Regions from separate parts of the Mus musculus genome. Here region 1 is linked to region 2. The links are chromatin contacts, called in public HiChIP or PLAC-seq maps. All regions are on one chromosome and are shown on one strand. Each heading gives the region's core, a stretch centred on a gene start, on an enhancer-like site or on the middle of the called end of the contact. The rest is flanking DNA. Distances are from core to core; before and after follow the strand shown.

The links. HiChIP or PLAC-seq counts read pairs in DNA pulled down with a chosen protein or histone mark.
Region 1: a contact with region 2 is called in an HNF4G HiChIP or PLAC-seq map of pancreatic cancer cells. The contact joins the enhancer-like site here to the promoter of Rmi2 in region 2. A contact is called at or near these places in 1 of 39 promoter capture datasets (neural stem cells), 1 of 484 Hi-C or Micro-C datasets (stem cell-derived cardiac mesoderm) and 6 of 115 datasets of contacts at active chromatin or transcription factors (effector CD8 T cells, embryonic stem cells, epiblast stem cells and 3 more).

What each region holds. Positions count from the first base shown.
Region 1 is chr16:11,014,308-11,019,533 of GRCm38.p6, reverse strand. It overlaps Gm4262 (predicted gene 4262), which reads right to left. Exons shown (of 3, transcript NR_040518.1): 3 at 4,350-5,226. Among named protein-coding and RNA genes, the nearest start is that of Gm4262, 8.0 kb to the right of the region's middle. Within about 2 kb of position 1,498, at least 40 of the 459 cell types and tissues checked have an H3K27ac peak or open chromatin away from gene starts, as enhancers often do. A contact at or near this core is called in pancreatic cancer cells and trophoblast stem cells, where this site is marked.
Region 2 is chr16:10,831,469-10,836,421 of GRCm38.p6, reverse strand. It overlaps Rmi2 (RecQ mediated genome instability 2), which reads right to left and starts at 1,363. Exons shown (of 2, transcript NM_001162932.1): 1 at 1,032-1,363. The coding sequence starts at 1,332. It also overlaps the pseudogene Gm17913.

The sequences.
Region 1 (5,226 bases), core at 249-2,748, 180 kb before region 2:
ACAAGGTGGCTCTGAGCCACCAACAGGGTCCTCCAGACCTTGGTGATACATGCACATACTGCTGCAGGGACTTGCCCTGACTGGGCTCTGTGAGAATGTGAAGAAATGACAAACACAGGCAGACACAAAGAGAAGCTGGGTTGGGTGGAAGGGGCGGGGTTACTACATACAGGTAAATAAGGAGGCAGTGTTTATGCTGTACAGAAGAATCATGGTAGAACTCACAGTGCGGGAGCACTCACAGAGCAGGAGCACTCTTCAGGCATCTGCGGTGCTGCTGTGGTGCTCATTATCTGTACACAGGATCAGCATTTGTACTTGGACCAGAGAGGAAAGCTTTGCCGTTTTCTCCAGTGGCAACAGCCTTGCTGCTCCTTTGCTCTTTACTAAGGTTGAGATGTCAAGAGTAGCCTCCCAACTGGGCATTTCATCCCAGCACTTGGGAGGCAGAGGCAGGCAGATTTCTGAGTTCAAGGCCAGCCTGGTCTACACAGAGAAACCCTGTCTCGAAAAACCAAAAAAAATAAAAAAGAGTAGCCTCCCCCAGGAAGCTTTCCCTGACTGCCAGCCCCCAGGGGCTTCTGAAGCACCCTCATCAGGAGACCTCCCAGGAACCAATGTCCAGCCAGAGGGCTCTTTTACCAGGTGTGGCTCCCTGGCAGAGCCAGTGCCTGCCCTAGAGAAGGCCCTCCGTTCTGTCCCCAGCACTGTAAAAGCCCAAACAGCTAAGAACTTGTTGGGCTGCTAGAGGCACTGGAGTCAGGGTCAGAGCCTGGGGCTGGGCAGCCCTCACATGCTAGGCTGGGCCTCCCATCCTCTACAGGCCAAACAGACGCGGAACAGTGGACAGCAGAGACAGGAGGTTTATAGGCGATGAGGCCATGTCAGGAAGAGGTGACTTCCCCAACCTCCAGGTTCCTTCAGGATCCTGACCCAAGGGTTAGGTTTAAATGCCTGCGTGGCTGAGCATCTCTGAGCATCTTGGCCCCAGGACCTCATGAAGGTGGTCTGACAAGTTCAGAACCACGTAAAATCTCTTCCTGGGAGACAAGTTCCTCAGGCTGCACCCGCATCGGCCCTTCCTCCCACCAGAAATTCCTGGGGAAATTCCAGTTTGGGGGTGGGGGGACCATTGTTCAATAGTCTGACAGCCAAAGGGGCTGGAGCAGTGTTTTGGGTGGCTCCTGTCTGGTTGCCACAGTAGCTCCTGGGAGGAAGGCTCTGATGCTGCTCAGTGCAGAACAGCTTTTGTAGCTAAAAGTACCCCAGCGTGCCTCCAGAGACCAGGGCTGCAGGCTTGAGAAGCCACTAGGAGGGCAGCTCAGAGCTATCAGCTGAACGTTTGGATCTAGCCTGGCTTCCAGTGGAATTGTAAACATGTCCTTCTGTCCCTCTCAGGGTTAGCATCACAGAGATGTGGGTGTGACGACTAGGGTGTGGCCTGCTGAAGCTTGGGGGCCAGACCTGGGCTTATTACCATCCCGTTTCCCTTGTGTCCAGAGACAGGGAGGAGCCTGCCCTCTCCAGTGGATTCCCCACAAAAGCCCCCGAATGCCTGTGTCACATGTATCCTGCAACGTCACATGACCTGACTTTCAGAAGCAGCCCAGGGTGGAAGTCTGGGCTGGGCAGAACCTACGAAAGATTGGCTTCAGAACAAGTGGTGTCTTCTGTCTCAGACTCCTCATCCTTCCCTGTTGATGCCAGGCATTAACCACCTTTTGTGACTGGCCACCTGGTGACTCTACAACTATCAGGGGAAGGAATGAGCCCACAGAGAGACTCGTGTGTGTGTGTGTGTGTGTGTGTGTCTGTGTGTGTGTGTGTTGCTGTCTCCACAACGTGGGGGAGTGGGACTTTGTTCTTAATTAGCTGCAGATTTACAGGTATTTCCTGGCAAGGTTAGATTCCTCAGCTATGCCTAAATGTCTGATGGGCAGCAAATGGCTTTTTAAGTGTATTATATGTCACATGGAGGCAAATGTGGTACTAGAAATTGTTTATCTGACCTTCAGATTGAGCTAGATATTGATAAGTTATCTCCACTAACTAAATGAGCCAATTTAGACCAAATTAAATGTAAAAGCAGCTCTCTGTTAAGTTCACTGACCACATAGGAGGGAGTCAGTGAAATCCCCATACTGAGGGAGACAGAGGGGAAGGGAAGAGAAGAGAAATCATGGAGAGAGACAGAGAGAGAGAGAGAGAGAGAGAGAGAGAGAGAGAGAGAGAGAGAGGAAGAAGAAGAAGAAGAAGAAGAAGAAGAAGAAGAAGAAGAAGAAGAAGAAGAAGAGAAGAAAAAGAAGAAGAGGAAGAAGGAGGAGGAAGAGGAGGGGGAGGGGGAGGGGGAGGAGGAGGAGGAGGAGGAGGAGGAGGAGGAAAAGAGAGGAAAGGAGAGAAGAGGAGAGAAGAGAAGAAGAGTAATGCAAGCCGGGCGGTAGTGGCACACGCCTTTAATCCCAGCACTTGTGAGGCAGAGGCAGGCGGATTTTTGAGTTTGAAGCCAGCCTGGTCTACAAAGTGAGTTCCAGGACAGCCAGGGCTACATAGAAAAGCCCTGTCTCGAAAAAACAAACAAACAAACAAACAAAAAACAAAAGAAGGTGGAGGAGGAGGAGGAGGAGGAAGAGGAAGAAGAAGAGGAAAAGGAAGAAGAAGAAGAAGAAGAAGAAGAAGAAGAAGAAGAAGAAGAAGAAGAAGAAGAAGAAGAAGAAGAAGAAGAAGAAGAAGAGTGATGCAAAGGTGAGGGCAGGAAAAGCAAACTAAAGTGCTAAAGTGTCTGGATTATTTAGGAGGGAGTGTCTGGGTGAGAGGAAGCCCAACGAGAGGAAGGTTCTGTGTAGATGTAAGGGTGTGCCAGCCAAGCCCCATAACAGGTAGGGACTGAGGAATGCTGGGAGAACTTTGGTATGTTAAATATGCACCTCAGTTCCTTGTCCCTGGTCTGACTCACAACATCCCAGCCTTTTGTCGATAATAAATGAATAAGAATGACATAATCGTCTATGACTACTTCCTGCTGACGTTGGGGCATTGTTATTGGGGGCCCAAAATCTGGAATGCTGGCCAAGGTTGGTAAGAGTTGGATGCTGTCCAAGTTCTGCAGGACCATCTGGGTCTAGGGATGTAAAGGCCCAGTTGGAACTCTTTGTGAGGCTAGACTGGAGCACCTGTGGGTAACTGCTTCGGAGTTGCCCTGGATGCAGGTCTCCAGGAAGCACTGGGACTTGATAGGATGCTGGGGCAGATATATATGTTAGGGGTAGGAAATAAAGTTAAGGATTTTAGGGAGAAAAAATTTGCTTGGGTGTATGTTTGAAACTTTTAGGCCCGTGGTCTTGATGGTTGGGGGTGGGGGACAAGACCATGGAAAGGGAAATAGATCCCACCCTCAGAAATAGATGGGGGAAACAGACTGTTGATTAACAGTGCTTATTGGAGTCCATTTGACCTGTGAGATGTGGAACCAAATGGATTCCTCGAAGCTTGCCAGAACCTTTTAAGTTCACAAAAAGAGATGCATTTTAGATATGTTAGTATTAGGCTGTTTGTAATCGGTATCTCAAATCTACATTGCAGAAAGAGCAGCAGGCTCACGCCTTTGAGTCATAGTAAAGCTACAGTAAAATGAGTTTGGTCAAGAACATTAACACCCTGGAAGTCTTCCTACAACAGTAGCGTAGTGAGAGGGAGCTCCTGTAGCAGCTTTTCATTCCTCTTACACACACACCCTGTCACTTTCCTCTTACACACCCTGTCACTTTCCTCTTACACACCCTGTCACTTTCCTCTTACACACCCTGTCACTTTCCTCTTACACACCCTGTCACTTTCCTCTTACACACCCTGTCACTTTTTTATCACTTTTTACAGTTTTCATGTTCTCCAACCTTCATAACTTACTTTTGCCAACTTGTTAAATTGTTTATTTTATATATGTGAGTACACTGTCACTGTCTTCAGACTCACCAGAAGAGGGCATCGGATCCCATTACAGATGGTTGTGAACCACCATGTGGTTGCTGGGAATTGAACTCAGGACCTCTGGAGAGCAGTCAGTGCTCTTCTCACTGTAGACATGCTGTCTTAGGTCCTCAGCCGCTTGTCCCAGGTCTGAAACCCAACAGGTATTATATGTGGTGGCCTGTCACCATGCCTGTAATCCCAGTACTTGGGAGGTCAGAATAGAAGGATTACCATGAGTTCAAGTCCAGCCTTGGCTATACAGTGAGTTCTAGGCTAGCCTGGGCTATATAGCAAGACTCACACTGGGATAATCAGGAGCGGGCGTGCTTTTGGGTTCTTAGTCTCATTAGTAAAAAAATATAAGAGTGGAAATAAAATATTAGACGGAAGCTGGAGGACAACTTTATTAGAGGGCAGGTGAGCTACAAACCTCTGCAGCTGCTGGAAGGTGGAGAACAGGGAGGAGAAGGGGACCACCGGTCTTCCTGCTGGAGTTAAAAGGCACAAAGGGCAGTCACATGTCAGGGAGGGGAGCATCCTATTGCTGTGATGAAACACAAACCAAAGGCAATGTAGGCAAAGAACTTAGAGTTTATTTCATCTTACAGATGTCAGGTCACCAAGGGGAGTCGAGTAGGAGCTCTAGACAGGAACCCGGGGACAGGAATGGGAGCAGAAGCTACAGGGGACACTGGCTTGCTTCACAGCTTGCTCAGGCTGCTTCCTTACAGCACCCAGGCCCACCTGTATCACCCACAGTGGGCTGGGCCCTCCCCTCCCACATCCGTCACTAATGAAGAAAATGCCTCACAGACTTGGCCACAGGCCAGGCTAATGGAACCATTTGGTCAGCTGAGGTTCCCTTTACCAGATGACCCTGATTTGGGTCAAGCTGACAAAGCTAACCCTTACAGTGAGGAAGCCCAAAGTATTAGGAAGGCATGCCTAGAGAAGAGACAGAAAGAAGAGAGGTTACACTTCCCTGAGTAATTCAGAAAGCGTGGGCACTCACACAGGTGGATGTGGTCACATTGTAAGAAACTACCAGGAGGCCGGGGTTCTGGGGAGGCAAATCACCTTATCTCATTAAAGGGACATTAGTGCACCTATCTATTTTTTCAGACTTAATTACTTTATTTTTCTTGTATTAAAAACCCTTATGTGGTAGCCACAGCTGGAGCCTGGGTTCTCTGAAGGAAGACACTGGTGTGAGTTTTCATAAGATGTTTCAGTGAATTCCTGAAAAGAAGACTTGGTGAA
Region 2 (4,953 bases), core at 114-2,613:
CAAACCCTGCAATATCAGCATCTCCTTAGAGGGTATTAGAAACAACTCTTAAGACTCAGAAAACCTGCTGGGCGTGGTGGCACATGCCTTTAATCCCAGTACTAGGGAGACAGAGGTAGGTGGATTTCTGAGTTCGAGGTCAGCCTGGTCTACAAAGTGAGTTCCAGGACAGCCAGGGCTATACAGAGAAACCCTGTCTCGAAAAAACAAACAAACAAACAAACAAACAAAAATATGAGTACAGACTTAGGGCTGGGATTGCTTGCGTAGCATGCACAAAGCCCCCAGTTTGATTCCCAGCAGCGTATGAACCAGATGGAGCAGCATATGCCTAGAATCCTAGCACTCAGGAGATGGAAGCAGGAAGCCCGGGTGTCCAAGCTACACAATGAATTTTAGGTCAGTCTAGGCTAGACACTGCCTTAAAAACACACACACACACACACACACACACACACACACACACACACAGAGAAAAAGACAAGCAGACATTTCCTGAGAAATTATTTTCAAAACATACGGGGAAAAATGAGAAAAACATCTACAGGGATAGAACTGTGACACAGAATTGCAAGGCTCAAAACTGGGAAGGTGGGATAGCCTCGGGAACCTACAGGCGTTTTAGTAGATGTACTTGTTTACTATTCTCGCTGTCTGGGTTAAACCCAAGGACTCATCAATGTTAGGAAGTGCTCCCACCCCAGGCCCTCTTTACTTTTTGTTCTGAGACAGGCTCTCACTGAGTTGCCTTACGTTGGCCTTAAACTCACTTCGTAGCTCAGTCAGGCTTTGAACTTTGCCATCCTCCTGCCTCAGACTCCTAGTATTGGGATGGAAGATGTGTACCTCCAGGCCCGGCTGGAACCTACATCTTAGAAAGCGGGGATAGGTGTTGCTGTCATCCAAGAGGATGGGTGGGGAGTCACTTGACAGGGGCTGGGCCAGGAAGGAGGGCTAGAGCCTGGAGGTGGGACCGCCCCGCCCCGCCCCGCCCCGGGGAGGACCTGCAGAGCCGGTCCCGCCCACGTTACCTGGGAGGAGGCAGGGCCGGCCGCGTGGTACGCGCTCCAGGCCGCGCACAGAGAAGGCTCCGCTCGAGTCGCGCAGCCGGGCCTGGCCGCCTTCCGCCGCCAGCACGGTACCCTGCATCCACACGGCCACCAGCTCCAGCGGAGCGCGGCCCACCGCCGCCCGCGACAGCCGCCACGCGCCCGGGCCACCCTCTGCGTGCCGCCGCAGCTGTCCTGCCAGTACCTTGAGTGGCGGCAAGCGCGGCAGCCGCACGGCCCCGGGGCCACCGGAGGACAGCGACTCGGACGCCGCAGCCGCCATGCTGCGCCACCACCGCTTTCCCGCCAACTCTGACGGACGGCGGGGGTTTGGCGAGCGGCAGCCAATCAAGAGCGCGCCTGCCCGAGGCAGCCAATGGATGGGGGCGGGACAGCCGCGTAACCGCCAGAAGCTGAAAGATTCAACTGAATTAAATAGAAAATAGATACGCTAACAAATGCAGGGAGATACGGAATTTCCTCTCCTAAGGAAGAGCAACGATTTAAGCCATATGTCTCCGTTCCAGTTTACTAAAAAATAAGACGCACTCAACAGTAGTTGTAGATGATCGATTAATTTTAAGAGCCGAAATAAAATGTGCACCCTTAGCAAAACATTACCACACGAAAAGCCGAGATGCAAGTAGATCCCTTGGACCTTTTTGATACGAAATCACATCTACACACAGGAGAGAGAGTTCCAGAGGAATAGTTTAAGCATGGCCCCAAACACAAATTTATGAATGGATTGGTTGTACTCTTTTAATACCTCAGAGATGACGCTGAATATGCGCTGCGCTGGTAACTTTGGTTAAGATATCAAGCATCTTTAGAAATTGGTCTTGTGCCCAGACTACACACACACACACACACACACACACACACACACACACAGTATTCCTGAAATTATAAGAGTTTTATCAGGGGAAATCTTTAAAAAGAAAATAAATACACTTATTTGAATTTAACGATTAAAAAAGTATCAAAACAAATTTTGGTGGTTCACACCTATTTAACTCTAGCACTCACCAGGGCTGGAAGATGAGTTCAAGGTCATCTTTAGCCACAGAGTGAATTGGAGTCCAACCTGGTATACAAGAGCCCTTCCTGGAAACACCATAACAAGTAAATTAAACAATTTCCTCTTTCAGTTCGGGATATTGCTCTATAGGAGAGTGTTTACCTAGCAAGAATGCTCACCAGGCAAAATCACTTGCCACCAAATCTGATATCAGATCAGAGTTCCATTCCCAAAACCCATGTGAGAATTAACTCCCATAAATTGTTCTCTGACTTCCACAAGTGCGCTGCGGCACACGTGCATCCTGGTAAGTTATTCTCTGCTGGTGAAATGAGTCAATTCAAGCCAAATCGAAGTACGCAAAGGCAGGCTTATGGGGAAGCCGCTCTTGGGTCGGTTCTCTGGTCCCAAGGAAGGAGGCCAGGGAAGTCGACATGGGGAGGAAGACAGAGGGGAGGGGGTAGAGAAAGAGTGTGCATGTGCTGGGAGAGAGAGAGAGAGAGAATGCAGAGAGGGAGAGAGAGAGAATGCAGAGAGGGAGAGAGAGAGAATGCAGAGAGGGAGAGAGAGAGAATGCAGAGAGGGAGAGAGAGACAGGTGGGTATACAAGGTGCAAGGTAGGAACTAAGGGATGCTGGAAGGATGGGAGAACCTGGAGATGAAGTCCACTTTGGTTTGTAAAAAATGCACCTCAGCTGTTTGTCCCAAGTCTGAATCCTAACTCTTCCCACTACACACACACAGTAAATAAATGCAAAATATCTTTAAAAACACAAACAAACAAACAAAACTTGCCACCTTTGAGTGACTAATTTATCACTAAGTCTTCTTCTTCTTTTTTTTTCCTTCTCCGAGACAGGGTTTCTCTGTGTAGCCCTGGCTGTCCTGGAACTCACTCTGTAGACCAGGCTGGCCTTGAACTCAGAAATCCGCCTGCCTCTGCCTCACAAGTGCTGGGATTAAAGGCGTGCGCCACCACTGCCCGGCTATCACTAAGTCTTCTTACACAGTGTAGTATTCTGAGATCAGCAATACTGAACACTGAACTAAAAACCCATGTTTGTGATTGATTACAGCTGATCAGGAAATGATAAATGTACGAGGTGGCCTACCAATTACTTTGTGTGATCATTATACAAAGTTCATAGGTATCAAAATATCACAGTCCTATCAACAGGCACAACTAATTACATAATAGGAAATTTATGCTATTAAAATTCTCTCCCTTGTATAGTTTTGTTGCCTGCATGTATGTCTGTGCAAGGGTGCCAGATCCTGGAGTTAAAGACAGTTGTAAGCTGCCTTGTGGGTGCTGGGAATTGAACCTGGGTCCTCTGGAACAAAGAGCCAGCCCCTTCCTTCGTTTTTTTGTTTTGTTTGTTTAGGTTCGTTTTTTGTGTCTTGGGACAGGCTTTCTCTAATAGCCCTGGCTCACTCAATAGACCAGACTGTCCTCAGATGAAGGTGTGTGCCACCACTGCCTGACTACCCATCCCCCACCTTCATCATTTTAATAACAAATACATGCTAGGTCCCAAAGAAACCCAGGACCAGAGGCAAACCAAGGTACTATTAACTTATCAAAGCAGATGCTAGCCAGTAGAAACCTGTGGCTCCTCCCAGTGTTCCTTGCCCCTCCCCTCCCCTAAACCTCTGCTGCCCAGATGCGGGGGGGGGGGGGGGGGGGGGGGGGGGGGGGGGGCGCTTCCCGTCCCCCAGCTTACATCGCTATAAAATCCTGCCATTTTGGTTCCTAGCCCTCTTGGTTTATTAGTCTATAGCCACCTCCGCCTTTTCACTTTCTCTTTCACTCCCCCCACCTCCCTTGACCGGGTGTACTCTGCTGACCACGTTTAGTCTGGACTCTTCCAGATGCCTCTGGCTGTTCTTTCCCTCATATCTACAATTAAACCTTCTTAATTACACCTAGGAGTGGCCATGTCTTCATTTTTATTCAGTAATTTAAAAGCTGAAGGAAGAAAATTTTTAATTAATAGCTGCACCCCCCCACACACACACATACACACACCTCTCCATCACCTTTATCATTCATGAAAGCAAAGTACAGGGAGGAGAACTTGGAAGAGGAAAATCTGGAACGGGAAGTCACTGAAAACCATATTCAAGATTATCGATTGTTGACTTCTGGATGCAATAACTTACAGATTTTTAAATATACAAGTACATATTTTTGATATGTAAATAGTCTTTGTGGTAGTTTGACTTGGTATGTGTTAGCTGGTGCTGCTTCATATTCAAATGCTAAATACTCCCCCCCCCCAAGATCTGGTAGCTGCCACCCCCACCAGCAGATCCTCACATACACCAAGTGATGCTATGTAAACCTTGCTCCCCAATTTTAAACTATTGGCTAAATAAAGGTGGCTACAGCCAATTACTGGGGACAACAGAGGTAGGCTGATTTTCAGTTACCTGGCTGTGGGTCGCAGGTAGAGACCATGAAAAAGAAAGAGGAATAGGGGAAGGAAGACAGAGAAGACAGAAGGTCTCCGTTAGACATGATGGCCCAGGAGCATGTGCCTAAGTGAAATGTCCCCCACCCCACCCCCAGGACAGTTTGCTGCAACAGAAGTAACCCAGGCAAGGTTCAAACAGCAAATATTTGGGGAGCACAGCTGGGAATTAACAGTCTAGTTAATAGAAATAGAGATTAGGGGTAATCCCCCAGTAATTGTGCAAGAGCTGGTTAAAAAATCCATAGGATTCTGCCTTAGTTATTGGGAGAGGGGAGGTTTGACTGAGTCATATCACTAACTCATAGAGTTTAATAAAAATCCATTTACAGATATAGCCACCATAGACTCGTGTTTGAATGCTTGGCCCATAGGGAGTGCCACTATTAGGAAGTATGGCCTTGTTGGA